Linked DNA regions of Gossypium hirsutum: region 1 is linked to region 2. The links are chromatin contacts, called in public Hi-C maps. All regions are on one chromosome and are shown on one strand. Each heading gives the region's core, a stretch centred on a gene start, on an enhancer-like site or on the middle of the called end of the contact. The rest is flanking DNA. Distances are from core to core; before and after follow the strand shown.

What was found. Hi-C and Micro-C count contacts between places; a contact is called where the count stands out from the background.
Region 1: a contact with region 2 is called in a Hi-C map of leaf, with 4 times the contacts expected there. The contact joins two enhancer-like sites. A contact is called at or near these places in 6 of 34 Hi-C or Micro-C datasets (leaf, seedling and stem).

What each region holds. Positions count from the first base shown.
Region 1 is chrA07:95,787,346-95,794,271 of Gossypium_hirsutum_v2.1, reverse strand. No RefSeq gene overlaps it. Among protein-coding and RNA genes, the nearest start is that of LOC107955428, 8.2 kb to the left of the region's middle. Within about 2 kb of position 3,966, at least 4 of the 9 cell types and tissues checked have an H3K27ac peak or open chromatin away from gene starts, as enhancers often do. A contact at or near this core is called in leaf, where this site is marked.
Region 2 is chrA07:95,727,439-95,734,707 of Gossypium_hirsutum_v2.1, reverse strand. It overlaps LOC107955431 (U-box domain-containing protein 3), which reads right to left. Exons shown (of 5, transcript XM_016891216.2): 4 at 6,076-7,269; 5 at 5,172-5,650. The coding sequence ends at 5,588. Among protein-coding and RNA genes, the nearest start is that of LOC107955431, 7.4 kb to the right of the region's middle. Within about 2 kb of position 4,542, at least 3 of the 9 cell types and tissues checked have an H3K27ac peak or open chromatin away from gene starts, as enhancers often do. A contact at or near this core is called in leaf, where this site is marked.

The DNA.
Region 1 (6,926 bases), core at 2,717-5,216, 60 kb before region 2:
GTGAAAAAAACAGATGAATTACATTAAGTACATAAAATAACCATTAGCTTTATCTTCTTGAAGTAAATCTAAAATTTCCTTAGGAGCCTCATCAATGACTTGCAAGTTGGATTTCCAGCTTAAACTAATTTTAGCAGGACAATCTGCTGCCAAATTCAGATTTCATGGAATGTGTTTGATCTTCCACGCACTCCCCTTCCGATTGTATGATGCGCTGAGTTCTTCGATGCACAGTAATCCCTTAGTCTTCCAAATCCAAAGCAGTCAAATTCTGAGCAACTTCAAGGTTACCAGTCATGATGATGATCCGTCTATAACCTCTATTTAGCAAAATAAGGATTCTATCTAGGATACCCCAAACTTTAGCCTCAAATGGAAAACATATACTTAAGAATTGAGTGAATCCCACTATCCAATTTTCGTCATGATCTCGAGCCACACCCCATCAATGGATAAGTACACCTAGGTGTCATCTAAATTATTCGTGAGATTTGAACTTTGAGTATTATTCTTGTGACCATCATGATGTGATACGTATTGACGAGCCCAACAACTAGAGACTTTCACCACTTCAGTTGCTGTCCAGGAAATATGCTGGAAGATGAATAAATTCCTATTTTTCCAGATACGCCAAGCAATTAAACCAAACAGACATGACCAAATGAGATAACATAAATTTTAAATCATTAAAGTTAGGATAGTAAACTTCTCTTAAATTTTTAAAAAAATATTTTTAATTGTATATTTTAAACAATAAATTTTATCTCAAAAATTTAAAATATTTTAAATTGTAATTAACATCATAATATACATTGTTGTTTAGCAATATGGCACTAAGTTAAAGTGCCACTTGTCATCACCGGATTGTTATTTAAAGTTCGTGTACTTTTTTTATATAATATATTAGTTTTTTCCCATGTAATGCATGAGTTGATTGTGTGTATTAATCTAATTTAATTATATTTATTTGCTCAAATTTTAATACAAAATTTGAATTTATTGAAAAATAAAAAAAATAAATAATAATTATATAAGTTACTAATGCATAAATTTTTTAATATATATATATTAACTTTATTCATCAAAATATTTTTTAATTAAAATTTTACCTTTAATATTAATTTAAACATAAAAAAATTAAACATTAACTACAAATAAAAAAAGACAATAAAGTAGAATATACGAAACTTAAATATTTAAATTTAAATTTATTCAATATTTAATCTCATCTAATTTTTTTATAATATAATAAAATTATCGACGGCTTTGATAAAAATTTTATATAGTTTTAATATTGGTTAATAATTTAAATAATTTGTTTGTGTGTCAAGCAAAAACACTACTTATTTGTCATCGTTTTACATATGCTACTTACCATTATTTCTAAAGAACTTATAATATATAATACATATATATGCACTAGTTTCTTATTCGTGTAATGTATGGGTAGATCGTATGTATTACTTTCTAAAAAAATTTATGATAGTTTATAAAAAAAAATTCTCTATATATTATAAAGGTGTTCATAGGTCAGACAAGTTGAGACTTAATTTAAAAAAAAAACCTCGAACCTAAGTGGAGTCTGGCCCAATTTACCCAAAAGCCCATATCACTATTTAAAAATAATACAATATATATCACTATGAAAGTATGAATAGCTCTATTGTATTATAAACTGAAATACTGAAATATATACATTTTTTAGATCAGCTTGTGTACTATATAAGTATTTAATTTCGACTATAAAAATGATTTTTGTTTAGAATAATTTTAAAAAATTATTCGAGAATAACTATATTAAATACACCTCCTTTTTAGAATAATTGCAATTAAAATGATTGTTGGTTAAAATATCTCTTATTAAGAATAATTACGATTCAGAACAACTCTCATAATTGAAATGATTTTTGCCAATAGCGACACCATCATAGAACAATGCATTTCTAGAACAACGACTCATAGAATAAGATTATCACAGAAAGTGTGACTGCCAAGAAGTATTTCGTAGAATATATTGCACCTAGTATTGCTTCACTAAACTAGAAATATGGCAGAATTCCTTTACTCTTAAGATGTTCTTGAGTACTAGATTCATTTTTTTGTGTATTCAGATTTTATTGATATCGAATACAGATTCAAAGCAAATATGTATTATCTGAATTTGGATTTATTATTCTCCTGTTGCAGAAGATTTAAAATACTAATTAATCCATCCATCTTTTCATGATTATCCAATTATTTAAGCTAAAATTATTTATACATCCTCAGGTGAACTTCACATGTATATAATAAGACATTATTATGTCAATTATTTGGTGGATATACATATATTCCATAGCTGATAGTGTGTCGAAGGAGAAAGAAAGCCAAAAAGCACCCAACCCCACTTTACAAAGTACAATCATTTTGAGTAAATACAAGGCTCACTTTGTGTTATCAATCATAATAATAATGCAATTGTATTACTCTTCTTTTTTTCTTTTGAATAATTCAATTATTTTTGGAACTTGTATCCCTCTTTCTAATCATTATGCTCTTGAGTCGTTTAATTTAGGGTTATAAAATTAATATAATATTTTGAGTCTCGTTTATTAAATCAATTATTTTTGTTATTATACCCTCTACTTTATGTAAGTTGTGGATTTAGTATATGACATTTTTAAATTTTAGTCCTAACCAGATGATAACTGATAAATTCGTTAAGTTAAGTTCAATTGTTTTTTAAGTTTGATGTGTCAAACATATTATCACACGTGTAATGCTACGTCTGTTTGCTATTTTTACATATTACTCACAAAAAATCAATTAATAGACTTAATGACTACCGTTTGCATTAAGATTAAAATTTTAGAATCCAAAAAATATAACTACTAAAAATTATCCAATTGGTAAGCATAAACTAAATTTATAACTTTACGTATAATACAATACTAATAACAACATAATTTAACCAAACAGATTTAGCTGTTATCATTGGGTCAGGACTAAAATTTTAAAATTCGAAAAATACAAGGACAAAAATTGGTCAAGTTATAGAGGTACTAAATCCACAAATTACATAAAGCACGGGGTGTAATAGCAGAATTTGAGCTTTCATTTTTGTTCTGGTGAAATCAATTGGGCTCTTTAAGATCACAAGAAAACTGCTCCAATGGTTCTTTATTATGGGTTGGGCTTGCAAGACCAAATTAAAAACCGAACTCATAATGCTTGTTTCCAAAAAGGTTGAGGTGGAATTATATTTTCTGCAACCACAATTACGATTATAACTAATATATTTAAATCAAAATCGAAATTAAGATAAAAGCTTGAAATTTAAAATATATTTACTTTAATATTAAAATGAAGGGCTTTTATGAGTAAAAGCTATAATTTAAAGGTTTATTTAACTACAAAAATAGGTTAAGGGTTTGTTTAAGAAAATATAGTGAGCTGAAGGAAAATAAAAAGAAAATAATAAATAATGAGGGCTAACAAAGAATTATATTATTATATTTCAGTCCTGTGTCGCAATAGTAATTTTTTATTGAACATGGGTGGTCATGCCTCTGTCATAGGCGGCACCACCCCAAATGTACTATTTTGATACATAGTTTTTCATTTGTATTATTTTGAATTTTTTTTTTATCCTAGTTTAGTAAAAAACCCTGGAAAGTCAAATTTTCTTGTGATGTGATTTGACTCTAGATTTGCGATAGCATCATTCAAGTGAAAAAAAGGAAAGGAAAGGAAGTATATTGTATGATTTGAGGCATGAAAAACTACAACCATTTATATACACTTGATTACATAATACTAGTACAGTAACAGTAAGGAGCAAGGCTGCCCACCGGCCAGCACCGCAGATAAGCGATGACCACAAAGTATGAAGTTGCAAAATCAGCCAAGCTTCACGTATATATCATGTCGGGAACCACGTACCCTCACTCACATTGTATAAAGCAGAGGGAAGCGGTTGGTATTCAGCATAATTAGCTAGCTAGCTAGCTAGCTAGCTAGCCCCGGTGGTCCTCACCCTCCCCTTACCTAGCTCACTGTTTGTTTACCAATTTCACCCAAATCCTTCCAAAAACCATAATTACCACACAGACACTATTCTTCCTCTCGTACCTACCACATCGCATCTGCCATGCACCAACACCTTGTAATTCTCTATATATGCTACTGCTGAAAACCCTCGAAAATTTTTTGACTGGGGTTGGAATTTATAAGTCAGGGTTGTGTTGTTTGAATGGGAGTTGGTGGTGGGTCACATCCCCAACATCCAGATTTCAGGCCGACAATCAAACCCCATTTTTTATTTTTTGAGCTTTTTCCAAATCTCAAGAACCGGAGGCAGGTGAGGGTTCATAGCTAAGGAGGATCATAAATAGGGGCACTAGCAGCTGATTGAGGGAGTGGTGGAGAGGTAGCAGAAACAGTTAAATTTGTCTGCTACCGTTATCTTTGTGTGTGAGGGGGGGTCAGAACAGAGAAAAGATGGTTCAAAAAAAGATTATGCATTGAAATTAATTACAAAAAAAGAATGAAAATGACCTGCAAATACATGCAAGTGAAAGGTGGATTAATAATGGACCCCTACAGGCAGATACTTCAGCTACTTGACAACTCTCTTCGTTCCCTGTTTACTCCTGCTGTGGCCGTTCAAGGTATCTCTGTCAATGGAGACTGTTGTAACTGTGTATATAGCTAGATTCTTTAACTGTCTGCAATTGCTTATTGGGAGCAGTGATTCTCACGCTGCTGCAGTCTTGCACTTTCATGCACTTCTATGACTCTATGTATTGGAATTGACAGTGCAAAATTATAAAGTAAATTGAAGATTAACGTTACTTAATAGTACTCCTCAAGGCCTTTGATAATATAAACAAATATTTGTGAGTTACTTGGCTCTAAATATGTGGACAATAGCTTAGAAAGTACAAAGTAAAACGATGCTTTTGTTGTTGTTGACTGTTGTGGTGTGTTTGAACCAAGAAATAGAACAATTCTTAGTTCAAAAGGGGACCGTACCATGAAAAGAAACAGAAAGCCCTTAATTTAGCTGTAAGCACCGAAGAGTTTAGTTTTTTTTTTTTACCTCATGTCCATGCCTCTATAAGCTAGGAATGAAAAGCTTAAAGCTCCAAAACCGAAAAGAAACAAACCAGACGTGGACACATAAGAGATAGAGAGAGAGGTGTGGACAGCTGCAGGCGACATAAATAAAGGTATATATAAATGAGGAACCAGCAGAGCAGGGCCAGGAGACAACCACCGTGTATAGTACAGGGAAAAGCGATTACCCACACGTGGTAAAAAACAGAAATGGCAGTCCCCTATCTATATCAATTTGCAGACGACGTACTACGTATCATTGCTTTACTCTTAAGGGAGGCCCCCATGCAATGCATTCATTCATTCATTCTCATCCCTCTCAATAATATATATTTATCAGACAAATGGTTTAACATTTTGTACTTCCTCTCAATAATATATATTTATCAGACAAATGGTTTAACATTTTGTAATTCGATTGAAGAAAAAATTGTATTTCTTCATTGCGTCTCGGTTTTCAAAAGTATTTTTTAACCTATTTATTCATGTTTTAGTATTTAAGTCAATAATAAATTAATTCAATTGGTAATATTTAATCATTCTCGTATTTTATTTTTAATTTATATAAATTCTATGGTTCGGTGGGAAATATTAGTCCATTTCCCTAAACCACGAAAAGAGAGAGATGATGACGACAAACATTGATAAATTGTACTTAGTAAATTTTTTTCACTCGGATGCTCCCTAAAAAACTACTTACAACCTTTTAACCCATTTTCGTAAACCATAAACACTAACTAGTGGGTAAACTTGCTAACCACGAGTTGCAATCTGTAATGCATAAACTTGACACTTATACGTGTCGAGGTCTGTGTAGTTAATTGTCTTTTCAAGTTGTCATCCACATTAGGAATTTCTCTAAAATGAGCATTTGAAGTATAGCTTCATTGAATATGATATCAATGGTTTATGAGTTTAATACAATAATTTAAGGTTTAAGATTCTCATTTAAAGTTTCAAGGCAACTAACATGTATTACACTAAACTCGCGACCCTCCAATTTTGAGTTTAGATGAACAAGTAAAGTTGTGACCCAATATTTTTTACTATTACTTTTTGATATTGTGGTTTTAGAAATCTATAAATGTGAGTTGTGGTGCTAAACTCAGGCACTAAAAACCCATAACTCCATAACTCATGTGTCTAATCCTTGTAGACTAAACCTTAAATCTTTCCCAATAACCTCTAACTTATTTTCCTGAACACCTTATTGTAAACAACATTTGTTAAACATTGGAGGGTAAAGATGGAGGAAATACAATTATGTCGAGAGTAAATCAAACTCTATAATTTATGGTTAGGTGTATAAGAAAATGCATTAGTGTTTAGTGACGTAATGGGTTTAAAGTTTAGAGCTAGTAATAGGATGAACAATTCACCCAGATAAATAAAACACCTAGTAAAGTCAAATAACCATGAAATGTAAGTTGGTCAAATAAAATAAAAGAACTTAACATCTTCTAGTGTCAAGCTCCATAAAAATGAGTATGCTTAAGGAATCTCTTCAAAGGCTTGGAAAATAAAAAGATTCCTACACTTGACACTTATCGAGTTTATTTGTATTTAAATTAGAGTTGGGTTAGGACTCAAGAATCTCTAGCACTTTTGACTAGAGGGAATTATTAAACTCAACACCCATTGTTGTCAAGTTTTACATCATAAAGTAGGGTTAGATTTTTAAATCTCTGGAATTTCTAAAAAGGTTATTGAACTCAACACACATAGGTGCTGAACTAGTTGATTCATGATGGCTTGACAACTCTGATTAAGGTTGTTGAAATGAATACACTAAACTCGATACATGTAATTGTCTTATTGGATCATTAAGA
Region 2 (7,269 bases), core at 3,293-5,792:
GTGCCAATAGCAGCACCAGTTGGTTCTATATTTGTTGTTCAATGAACTAACACAGATTTACATAAGGTAATACTTGAATTTGGGATTTTGTAATTCCCAAGACGTCAACCATGCCATAAAGCCAAGGTCTCGTTGACACTTTTTTAGTTGCATTTTATTTTATTATTTTAGATAAATAAAACAGAAATCTATATACTTATAATAATTTCTTTTTTATTATTCAGTTTAATTATCATACTTATCTTGATTTTTTTTATTTGTTTCAAATTGATTTATTATAGTTACAAATTTGATACGTTGTATGCCTTTTGGTTTTAATTTAAAGTTTTATTTGGTGTATCAAAACTATTTTTGCAATATTTTTTTACATAATTTATAGGCTAAATTAGTTTTAAAGGCCATTTTTTTAATATAGGTCTAAAGGTCATTTTTTTATTTAGGGAAACAGGCTGCTTTTAGGTGAGAGAAACGACCAGCTAGACGCATTTACCCTTTAAGTTACAATTATTTTTCAATTTTTTATTTTAATTTATCTTTATAATTAATAAATCTTTTATTCATAAAATAAAATAATTATTACAAATATGATTATTTTTAATAAATATATTTTTATATGTGTGATATTTATTTTTCAATCCATATTATGTGTGTAGTAAAATTAAATATTATATATTTATGTATGTGCATTTAAAATATTTCATATATACACATAATGATATTTGAAATAACTAATTGAAATATTTCGCTTATAAAAATATTTAAAATATCATACCCATAGTGTAGATAAAAACAATAATATTTTAAATATTTTACATATAAAAATAATAATTATATTTAAAATAATTGTTTCATTTTATAATATTAGAAATTACCATACCCACAATATATATGGAGAAAATAAATATCTGACATATAAATTATTATATATATATAAATTTATCAAAAATTTTATTTTCAAATATTTTTAACATAATGATATATGTAAAATATATATTTTTATTATATAATTACATATTTATTCTTTAATTTTATGAATAATAGAGTTATTAATTAAAAAAATTTAAAAGATGAATTAAAATAAAAAAATTTGAAAACAATATATTTATTAATTAAAAATTAAAAAGCTTGAAATAGCAAAAAATTACAAATTACAAATATATTTAAAAAAGGGAATTAAACTTGGGTTTCAAAAATAATACTAACGTGAGTGAAAGAGAAACCGAACCTAAGATTTAAGAACAAAACCACTACTATTTAACCATCTAACTAAAAAAATTAATTATATTAAAAAAAAGTCAAAAAAATGCAACTTAAAGGTAAAACGCATCCAGCTGGGCATATTTTCACACACACTCTCTAGAAATAGTCTATTTTCCTAAATTAAAAAAAACGACTTAAAAGCTTAATTAAAAAATTCATATTTTAAGCCTAATTTAGCCTAATTTATAAATAAAAATATGAATTTATATTTTATTTAAAATCAATTATAAGAATTATTTTCTCTAAATAATATTAAATATGATCATTTATTAACATATTTTTATTAATATACCCACCCACCAAATATATTTTAAATGCAAAACTTAAGGATTAGGGTTTGGTTTCTGTATTTTCGAACCTGATTCGACCGACTTACATAAATATCGTGAAACATATCATGTGGCAGTTTAATTTTCTGGTGTACATAAATCGATTTTGGATGTGATTGCAAATGGACCCAAACATATTGCATCACCTTGGAAACGTCACAATGTTGAATACCACATATAATGTCAAATGTAGGAAAATGCTCATCATAGTACTACTCAATATATAATATACTAGGTGGACTAGGAAAGTCATGAATTTCTCTTCATTAAAAATAATTTTTGAAACAGGAAAAATTGATTTTTTTTATTGTTTGAATGATTTTATGTAAAATATTTTTTGTTATTTGAAATTAACGAAATTATTCTTTAAAATTTATTATAGATTCTTTTTGACATAATACTTAGAATTATTTATAGTCCCTCCCCAACTCATAAATAGGAGGATAATGTGCTCAAGACCTATGTCACCTTACATTGGCAACAATATTCATGCTAATCGAGCTAAGACTTAATCGACAAAAGTAATGCTTAATTAAAACTTAATTAATTTATATGCATTATATATATGAGAATGGATAGTGATATATTAGAACCGAGAGGGATAAATGAAATTGAGTATAATTTAAACCAATACTCGTATTTATATTATTAAATAAATGAAATAATTAGTAATAATATTCTTCCTGATTTGTGGAATCCAAATCATATGTAATGCTTTTGGAAACATGTGGTGGGGTAGATTGGCATACTCTAATTATTATTCAATAAAGATAAATATTTTTTAATTAAAAGTCATCATAGAATAATATAAAATTATAATTTAAACTAAAAGTAGGACACAATCTCCATAAAAGTTTCATTGTTTTTAAGTTTATAATTATTTTTTAATTTTATAATTATATTTTTTTAAGTTTCTCTTATGATTTTTTAGCCTCTTAGTTTATCATATTATGAATATAAACCTAATAATTATTGAAAAATTATTTAATTACTTAAAAAATTCTAAAATTTAAAATAGAGCTATAAACATTTTTTAATTGGTTGCTCCCCTCACCCCTTAATCATGAAGTCAGATATTCGATCTTTACCCGTAAGAATGAACAACGTTTCATAATCTTTACCTGAAATTTGGTAATTTATTGGTAAATTTGGGTGTTAATTAATTAAGGTAGTCATTAATTAATGCCAAAGTTAATAAAATAATAAAAGTTATATGTTACTGGTCAACTAATTTACTGTAGTTTTGTTGACTTAAAAGGTATTTGATAAATGAAAAATATCTAAAAGTAGGCTACCACCTACCACATAATCTCTTATTAAATTTTTATAGTATTATTATAAATTCTGATTATATCTATTTTTTTATATAATGCTTAGAATTACTCATCGCTTCTTCTAAACTCATGAATAGGAGGATAATGCACTTCAATACACTCGAACTCACTTTATCTTGCATCGACAACAATTCCCATGTCAATCGAATTAACACTTAACTGACTTTTTTAACTCAAAAATCTTGATAGAAAAACAATTGTTAATCCTACAGTGTAAAGGGATATGAATTATAAGCTTCCTTTAAGAGGGTACAAAAGACTGTACCATTCAGTACATGAGGGTGTTAGCAAGTTATTGTCTAATATTGAAGAGAGGGACAAAAATTTTGCTTTGCTTAAAAGCTGGTCTTCCATTTTTGGACCCTCAATACAATAGATCCCATTCATGTAGTATTTTCATTCGAAAAATGGAGAAAGTATGATGGAAATCTTTATACTTAGAGTCAAATTATATTTTGTTCTTTCTATTCAAAATGATAAATTAATCCATGTAAGTTAGAGTTAAGAAATTGGTCTCTGTTCATTAATATATGGTATACAAGGCACACCACATGTCACTGTCTTGTAATTTTGTCAACCACACTAGTTTTAATAATACAAAAGAATGAAATTTTAATAAAAATGACATGTTTGCTCTTTGATCTAACATACAGGGATTAATTTACCTTTTTTTTTGTGGAGGACAAAATACGATTAGACTCCTACTATAGAGACTTCCATGATATTTTTACCTATGCGTTTTTGTGTAATAATTTTATATCAAAAATATTATATTCATATCTACACATTTTATTTATGTTATATTCATGTTTTAATTATTTGTCATTAAGCAAAAATCCCAAAGAAAATCTCAAATTCTTCTAAATCCTAATTAGACTTGTTTATGAATTCGATAACTTAAATAATTTACTTCAGACCAGACCATGAAGAAATCCAAGCTCTTAACCATATATCCCTTTGTTTCATGTGTGGGTGTATATATATCCATTGTAGTGACAAAACATCTGGATTGCTTTCAAGTTTTGATTAACCCCAAGCCAAGGGTTTGAACCTCAAATATCCCTACCTGACCTCTTATCAAAAAAGAGAAGGAAAATGATAGCTATTCCTCAATAGTTGACATTTTAGTCAAATCTGGAAGGATTTAATGTTTGGTGGTGCTTGATGTTTCCAGTTGGAAATCAGATATATACAGCCATGACCGACCTCAATCAAATGAATTTGTTCTGAAGTTGGATGATTTCACAGGTTAATTGTGACTAAAAAAGCAGCATCCACTACTTGAAGTAGGCAATGCTCCCTTTTCTTTATTTTTTGGACAGATTCAATGAAACATAATCTTCTATTCCTCACTAATCTAAAGACCCTTTTTAACATCACTCTCAAATGACAAGAAGTATGATGTCCATTTAATCTTTGGTCAGAAAGTATGAATTTACATCATACTTCGATGTGGGGTTTGGATCTCACCTTTTTCACACGAAAAGAACACTGTTGAAAGATCATGTAGGATCAAAGTAGAGATTTCATGAATAAGAATTGATCACGTCAGGGATCAGACTGAAAGGTCAATACAGGGAACAGTAACAAGAAGGATATTATGGATCCATGCCATGCACAACATATGAGTGAACCAGAGCTAGCCTTGGTTACTTTCTCTTTTTTCTAGACAGTAACTCATACCAGTAGGAGTAGGACCCAGCTGCAAGTTTCAGGTGACAATGATGGGAAAAACCAACGTACAATCATATCACAGCTGCAGTAACAAGCAAAGCTTTGTATGTATCATTTAGTTTGTCTACTATTTGCCTTTAGTCGATTTGATAGCTTTGAAGGTTTTGGATGTTGTTGGATCATTGAACATGTTGGCTTGCTTTAGTTGTAACTTGCAAAGAAATTCACCCAGAGAATGTAAAATAGAGGAAATAAATCGTGGTTTTACTGGATATGGCCATAGATGCTAGCCAGCTTAATGTGGTTTGTGCTTTTCCTTCAAAAATGAAGTGAATGGATGGGCTTCAATCTTGATTATTATGGTCAACAATTTGATTTCCTTAGTTAAGAAAGTGAATAGCAGGGCGGCAAACCATTAGAAGAAGTTTAAAAAATGAAGAGGGAGAAAACACATAAAAAAGAAATTATTTCAGCTAACCTTAAAACACTTTGAAAATCCAGTGCCTGTTAAGGTACAAGATTAAGAACAAGGGCACAAAAATGGAATAAGAACAAGGGCACAAAAATGGAATAATTGACAACAAATAGCAAAAATATCTTTCAACAAGATCCTACAGCAGATTACAAGAGTCTATAGCATATGTACAACATATCTACAAATCTAAGGCCAAATCTGTTACTACATAAACTAAAACTAAATGGAAACGTACACTCGATGCTGTGGCAAGTTAAGTTTTCCAAGGAAAATTATGCAGAAAATTATAGACAACCCACCACCTCATCGGAATGGTTATAACCTATTTCCCCATATCCTAACCATATTTAAAAAGGGTATTAAAAAAATAGAGTTCATATTCTAATGCATATAGCTGGATGACTAAAGAATGTATGAAAAGTGAGCTCCAAAAGGACCAATTGAGATAGAACAACTTACATGGAGTACGATATCAAAAAATCATACAAGAAAAATATAACAAAGTTAGTCAGCTTTTACTTGCTCTTCCCAGTGGCACCTTCTCTCTGATTCCGGAAGTGACTGAGAAGCTGCTGTGCCTGCAACAGGGGAAAACTAAATTACCATGTCTTTTCTCATGTGCATCCAGAATTTATTTTTCTTTAGATTAAAAAGTAATCAAACATGTAATTAATAAGCAATCATGATTAATGAGCTTTACAAAAACATCTTATGCCTTTCTGATGTGATGTCACTACCTTCCACAATAGGTGTGGGAACATAACACATTTTTCCTACCCTTCTAAGTAGTTACAATTAGAATCACAAATGCAAGGTCTAATTTCTGATAAACAAATGGAAAACTGGTAAAACCCGTCAAGAATACAATTACAATTCAATTTTACAGGCAAATGACTACAAAAGGAACGTGATTACAATTTTGCTTGTTAAGACCCAGATACAGAAGCAGAGAATGCAAGGACCACATCAACATAATAGAAGAGAAAAGAACTAAGCTGCATACCTTTTCTTTTGCTCTTGGCGTGCCAGACTGGGACAATGCGACAAGGGGTGGCACAGCCCCTTCTTGCAAAACCAGGGTACAGAACTTGGGACTATTAAGGCATAGTTGCAGCAATACAGATGCAGCATTCTCCTTACCCCTCTGTGATCCTGATTCAAGAATTTCAACTAGTAATGGGACACCACCTTCTCGTACAATTGCCACACGCCCTTCCGCAACTGTCGACAGGTTTGAGAGAAGGGCAACTGCCTTGTCAACCATCCCACTATCAGGGTCCATTAACTGGACGAGGTATTTTACAGCACCTGCTTGAGCCATACGAGCCTTATTTTCATGGAAGATTGATAAGTTAAATAAAGCAGTAGCAGCATCTTTTTTCCCTCTCAATGTTCCTGAGCTCAGAAGATTCACCAAGGCTTTGACAGCACCAGAGCGTCCAATCCTTGCCTTGTAATCTTCCAAGGCAGAAAGACTGAACAAAGCTGCCGCGGAATTTTCTTTGGCTCCATCATTTCCAGACTTTAAAACATGAATCAGTGGCTCTATTGCTCCTGATTTTGCAATAATAGCCTTATTATCTTCACTGATTGAAAGATTTAAAAGGGCTGTAACAGCATGCTCTTGGGTTAGCTTCACTTCTGAGTACAGTAGAGATAGTAATGGTGCAATAGCACCACAGCGACCAATAATTATACGATTCTCCATGTTGTTCTTTGCAAGAAGGCGCAATTCTAGAGCAGCTTTAGTTTGGACTTCATTTGATAGGCTTTTGAGGTTGTCTACTAATTTCATCACATGGGAAGTTGTGGTTAAATCATCACATCCTGACCCAGAAAACGTAATGGAGTATGCTCTGTTATAATCATGGTTTCCATTAACTGCCTCTTCTACTTTTGCTCCAGAGACCTGCAACTGCTTGCCTGATGTCCATGAAGAAAATCCAGAATCTTTTCTTATAGGAAAAGTGCCAAGACCCTTGGATGAAATTTCAGCTACCTCATTCATTTCAGGTTTCTTCAACCTTCTTGACAAGTCATTTAAAGCAGGAGGCATATAATCAATACTGGAAACTTCACTTGCTGCTGATTCAGTTCTGCTGTGAATATATGAATGATCGGAGGATTGGTCATACTTGTCAATCTCCACACTTTGGCATCTATTGCATTGTCCGCTATATCTAGATGAGATGCCAAT